2 separate regions of the Ovis aries genome follow, and region 1 is linked to region 2. The links are chromatin contacts, called in public Hi-C maps. All regions are on one chromosome and are shown on one strand. The core of a region is the stretch at or near the end of the contact, and the rest is flanking DNA. Distances in the headings are between cores, read along the strand shown. Region 1 overlaps SLCO4A1 (solute carrier organic anion transporter family member 4A1). Region 2 holds the start of MRGBP (MRG domain binding protein).

Region 1 (2,941 bases), core at 438-2,937, 94 kb before region 2:
GGCGCCTGGTGGGTTGGCTTCCTGGGCGCTGGGGCTGCTGCCTTCCTCGTCGCTGTCCCCATCCTCGGCTACCCACGGCAGCTGCCAGGTGGGTGCTTCCCGCCCCAGGTGAGTGGGAGACAGGACACGCTGTCCCCTGCTCTTCCTCCTCCCTTCATCCACTGGGCGATGCTGCCTTCCTGCAGGGTGGCCCAACCCGTGAGCTTCCTCTATGCCTACCACCTTTACCCGCTCAGGAACCCAGGGGAGAGGCTTATTTCAATGGGAGAAGTGCGCCCCTTTCAGTTCCTTCCCTCTGGTCCCCTGTTGAGCCCTGCAGACTCTCTCCCACCCCCCTTCCCTGCCAGTGTGTCACTACGGTGCAGCTAGTGTCTGTCCAGGAGCCTTGTCTACCAGCTGGTCCCACACCCAGGAGAGGAACTGGGGCCTTGGGTCTCTGCCACTCACCAACACCCATCCTTTCAGGCTCCCAGCGCTATGTGGTCATGAAAGCATCTGAAACATACCAGCTGAAGGACAGTAGCCACAAGGTGACCAGCAACCCTGACTTCGGGAAAACCATCAGAGACCTGCCTCTGTAAGGACCTTGGGGGTCTCTCATCTGTGCCTGTGTGTCCTGCAGACCCATTAGGGTACTCCACATGCTGGGTCTTCACCCTCAGCTAGGAGAGTCCTGTGATCCCTCCAGGGTCATGTGGGAAGTCCACACCCCCTATACATCCCGTGACTCAGCAACCTTCGAGTTTTGGCTCCAAAACTTAGGCAAACAGATTAAGAAGCAGTAGACAGAACCTCCTGGCATGGAGCCACTGAGGGCCTGTTCTGACACCCCACAGCGCCTGCCCCCCACTACCCAGGCCTGTGGACCCAGGGACCCACACACAGGGGCCTGTTCATACTCCTGCATGGCAGGTTCTGGGGGCTGCGCCTGGTACCTCCTCGTGGTTACTAAGTGAGCCCCTGATGCTAGGGTGAGTTGTCCCGCAGACAGTGAGTCCACAGTCCTCAGGGAAGCTGCTGACCCCACCGCCAGGAGTCACCCTCCACCCGTCCTCTGCTCATTTCCCTGGGAGTCACCTGCATGTGCCCTCGGGGCTCCATGGGAGGGACCATCCAGCCTCTGCCTCCTCTGGGGCAGTGATGCCCTGTGTATGTCATGTGTGACCTGGCCTCACTTTGCGGACCTCACTGTGTCAGGACAAACCCAGCCAAGGCTGCTGGGATCTCAGAGGGACCGTGTTCGGGGGGGCTCCCAGTGGGCCAGGGCCTCTCGTCAGGGCATTCTGTGAGGGGCTCTCCCAGGCAGGGGGAGGAGGCGCTCAAGTTACCTGCCTGAATTCAGCCTCACTGAGTGCCCACCCGCCCCGCAGCTTCCTCAGCCCATGAATGTCCCCTTGCGGGGTGGATACTGTCAGCGGTGAGAATGAGCCCCCGATGTCTGTCTTCAACACAGGGAGGATGACGTGGGGTCAGGGAAACCCTGGGCTGCTCGCTGCCTGGTTAGACCCCCCAGAAGAGCCACCCACTCCGGAGTTGCCCCTGAGACTGGCAGAACCGCCCCAGGGCCGCACTGGCTGGGGACACGCTCGTCCTGTCTCCCAACACCACAGTGGAGCTGGGTGGAGGGCCACCCACTCTCTCTGAGCAGAGCCAGCACCACGGGTGTTAACAGCCTGGTCCCCATAGCCCCAGGGACAAAGTGCAGAGATAAGGAGATTTCTGCTCAGGCTTGGCTCCCTGAACTGGCTGCTGCTGATAAAAGGAATCCAGGAACATGGCCCTCTGTCAAGGTCGTGACTAGTTCTCTGAGCCAAAGTTCAATACAGGAATTTCAGCTGAGGAACCTATAGACAGGGATTAAGAAATGAGGAAGTTCACGTATTTCTGGGAAGAGTCACCTGGCCTGAGCCTCACTGAGCATCCCCATAGCCTGAGCAGGTCTGGGTAGGTCCGGGAAGGGACTGGTCACACCCAGGGCTTCCCAGCTACCATACACACAAACACACACAGAAGCACACACACAAACACTCACACATGCACACATAGGCACACACACACGCACACAGGTGCATGCACATAGGCACACACACACGCACACAGTCTAGTCCCAGACAGCCTCACCAAGACAGCATTTCCTCTGCATCTTATTTCCTCCATGTACGTGGGGCTCGGACAGTTGACCAGAAAGAGGCCTGGTCATAAGTCTTCTAGCCTGGACGTCAGTTCTAAAATGGAATCAGGCCTCTGTCTGCAACAGGAGGGAGACAGAGGCTGCCCTGAGGTTAACCTGAGCAGCTGCGGGGGTGGGGTGACTTCATTAGTGTCGATCTCCTCCCCCGGGGGCTGTGACCGCACTGCGAGCTCCTACTAGGCAGGATCCAATTTATTGTTGGCCTGTGTCCTCAAAATGAAGAGCATTTCAGCGTCAGGGTGTCAGAACTGCTTTGACAGGTGCACTGATGGCTGGGCCTGGCGGGGTTTCCCTCCTGCGAGGGTCACACTCTTGTCTGAGGGGCTGGTTCTCCGGGCGGGTCTCCTTCCTAGGAGTGTGACCCAGAGTGTCTCAGGGTGTGGGACTTCCCTCCTGGGAGGGTGAGCCGCAATGTCTGAGGAGCTGGCTCTGCGGGCAGGAGGCTCATGAGGCCTCAGCTGCAGACACAGAGAATAGGAGCAAAGGCGGCCGTCCTCAGCCGCTGTGACAGGCTCTGTCAACACAGCCATTTGTCACCAGACTTTGCCTACTTGTGGGCACCTGAGAAGACCCATGGCTCCAAGAGAAACTGCCTCCAGCCTGCATCACTTTATCAAGCCCCTAGTGTCACCCCACTAGCCACTGTCCCCCAAGTGCCCACCAAGAAGAGTTGGGAACCAGTCAAGCCCACCAGGGGCTCCTTGGAGGGGTCTCTGGCTCCAAACCATGGGTCTTCCCACCACCCCCTTT
Region 2 (2,790 bases), core at 191-2,690:
ACTGAAGATACACATTCTAGGATCTGCCTGGAATGAAAGGAACCGGGTGTCTGTGGACCACAGCTGCTGGCTGAACACAGCTCAGCTACAGTGGCCACCAGAGAGAACGAAAACACAGCCCAGCACCCAGGTGACCCCAGGCAGGAGGAAGAGATTGCATGAGAGGCACAGATGGGCTGAGGCTGTCTTGTGGGCATCAGGGGTAGCTTCCTAGAGGAGGAGGCTCTCCAGATTGAAGAAGGCAGGAATTGGGTGGGGATAGAATGAGCAGAAGGTGGACCTGGTGGAGGAGCAGGGACCCTGAAGTGTCTGGGAAGTGTAGGGAGATTAATGATGAGGGCCACTGTCTGTTAGTGCTTTCTGTGTGACAGAGCCCGAGTGAAGTGGCTTTGGGCTGTGCTCCATTCCACCTCACAGCAAGCCCTGAGGGGAGCCCCACTTGTGGGTCAGAGAGAGGAAAGAAGCACAGGCCCAGCAAAGTCACAATGTCCCTCCACATCGTGGCTCCAGGACAGCCGGTGGCACTGGGTCACTGAAATCCTCCCTGGGCCACATGTCCCCACTCTGTGGGGACTGGCATCACCAGCAGCGCTCTTCACACAAGGGAGGACAAGACTGAGTCCCCACTGTTCCGGGGGTGAGGCTGGCCAGAGCGGTTCCGAATGCCGGCTAAGAAGCGCGAGCGTGTGCCCAGGGCACCCCAGGATAAGGCGCCGCCGTTAGTTGCACTGCAAGGAGGACACCTGCGGCCTGGAGAGGCTCAGCGTTTTGCCTGGCTCACACGGCTGGCAAGCCGCAGAGCCAGAAAGGGACCCGGAAGGCCGACCCTATGTCTACACCCAGGGGGAGACGAAGAGCAAGAGCGCTCCTCGCCTTGGGTAACCGCCCGGAGCACCGCGTGGGCGTGGCCTGACGGAGAAGGGCCGGGGAGAAGCCCTCGGGGGCGGGGATGGGGCGGGGCGGGGCGGGGAGGAGCCGGCGGTCTTGATTGGGCGCAGCTTTGAGCTTGTCACCTGACTGCCCAGGCCGGCCGCCCCATTGGCCCCGCCCCTCCCGACCAGGGTTAACCCCCAGGGCCCAATGCTGGTCACCCTGGAGGCCCCAGGCGGGAAGGCTGTACCCCGACGTCCCTGCCCCGGTGTGCAGGAGCCTCTCTGTGCAGCGCTCAGGCCAAGGGTCAGCTGGAGGCAGTGGAAGCCCTTGGAGCCCCCACTCGCAGGAACTGTAGGTCGCCTGTTCTTTTTCTTCTTTGCTTCTTACTGAGGTGCAGCTTGCAATCCCGCCATCGTAAGCGCAGAGTTCAGCGGGGTTTACCCCGAGCTGTGCAGCTACGGGCACAATCTAATTTAGGGCATTTCCATCCATCTACGCAAACCCACTCCTTCGCCTGATCCGCCTGCTCTGCCGGCGCTGCGCCGCGAGACCGTGCCGCCTGGGGGCGCGGCGACCCAGCGCTCAGCTGCGCCTGCGCCTGCGCCGCGGGAGAGTCCGAGAGCGAGCCCGTCGAGCGCGCGCCCACGCCGCGAGTGCGCCTGCGCGGAGCTCGTGGCCGTGCCCGCTCCCGCCCGGGGCTCGTCGCTGGGCGGCGGGGCCATGGGGGAGGCCGAGGTGGGCGGCGGCGGCGCGGCCGGCGACAAGGGCCCTGGGGAGGCTGCCACCAGCCCGGCCGAGGAGACGGTGGTGTGGAGCCCCGAGGTGGAGGTGTGCCTCTTCCACGCCATGCTGGGCCACAAGCCCGTCGGTGAGCAGAGCGCCGCGCCGGGGCGGCCCACCCGCGTGGGGGCGGGGCGGCCGGCAACGGTCGGGGACGCGCGCTGGGCGGGGCCTCCTGCGCTTGCACCCCGCCGACCGTGCCCTCACCTGCGCACCCTGCCCCCACCTGCGCACCCCATCCATGCTTCCTCCAGCAGTCCCCCACTCCTGCCCACGCTGCCCCCTTCTATACCCTACCCCCACCCGACTCTGCCCCCTTCCTGTGCCCAGCCACCCATCCCGGCTGACTCCAGCCCTCACGTGCACCCCCACCCCTGTGCCCTCGTTACACCTCCGCTGCACACCCCTGCCTTTTCCTCTCCCACCTCTCTCCGCTGCACCTCCTACCTCTTCCACCCTCCACCTTTGCCTCCCTACACCCTTGCAACCACTGCCCGCTCTCTCCCCCTTGCCCCCTACCTCTTCGCTACCCTACCAGCTGGCCTACCCCTCCCCCACAAGCCGACCCCTTCCTTCTGCAGGGGTGAACCGGCACTTCCACATGATCTGTATCCGAGACAAGTTCAGCCAGAACATCGGTCGGCAGGTCCCATCCAAGGTCATCTGGGACCACCTGAGCACCATGTATGACATGCAGGCACTGGTGAGCTGGACCCCCGCAGACAGAGCTGCTGGCAGGGAGCCCCCTCCACACCGCCTACCCTGCCTTTGTCCCCACCCCCCCCACCCCCCACCACCAACCACGTCCTACCTTGACATCCAGGATGTCCCACAGGTGACCAGTTGTTAAACAAGATAGCTCTGGGTAGTTTTATGAAAACACAAGCTTGGTGACAGTAGCTAGTTATTGCACTGAATCTACCTTAGATTTTGGGGGGGAGTCGAGGTTCAGTTAAGATCTTTCCAGGAGATAACTAGGGAGCTGAGGCCTGTGTGGGAGGGGGCTCTTAGGTTGTCAGTCCTGTGGAAAACTCCCGAGTGCTATAAGCAGGGAGGTGACCGGGTCTGAGTCACATTGAGATGAACATGGTGGTTTCTGTGAGAACTAGGCCAACCCTCAGGGAAGACCACCCTCAG

Evidence for each region. Hi-C and Micro-C count contacts between places; a contact is called where the count stands out from the background.
Region 1: a contact with region 2 is called in a Hi-C map of omental adipose tissue, with 2.3 times the contacts expected there. The contact joins the enhancer-like site here to the promoter of MRGBP in region 2. A contact is called at or near these places in 7 of 16 Hi-C or Micro-C datasets (hypothalamus, liver, mixed tissues and 3 more).

Annotation. Positions count from the first base shown.
Region 1 is chr13:54,377,472-54,380,412 of ARS-UI_Ramb_v3.0, reverse strand. SLCO4A1 (solute carrier organic anion transporter family member 4A1) reads left to right here. Exons shown (of 12, transcript XM_015099785.4): 4 at 1-88; 5 at 466-577. Among named protein-coding and RNA genes, the nearest start is that of SLCO4A1, 15 kb to the left of the region's middle. Within about 2 kb of position 1,687, at least 9 of the 54 cell types and tissues checked have an H3K27ac peak or open chromatin away from gene starts, as enhancers often do. A contact at or near this core is called in liver, where this site is marked.
Region 2 is chr13:54,283,157-54,285,946 of ARS-UI_Ramb_v3.0, reverse strand. MRGBP (MRG domain binding protein) reads left to right here and starts at 1,440. Exons shown (of 5, transcript XM_027976970.3): 1 at 1,440-1,741; 2 at 2,235-2,356. The coding sequence starts at 1,594.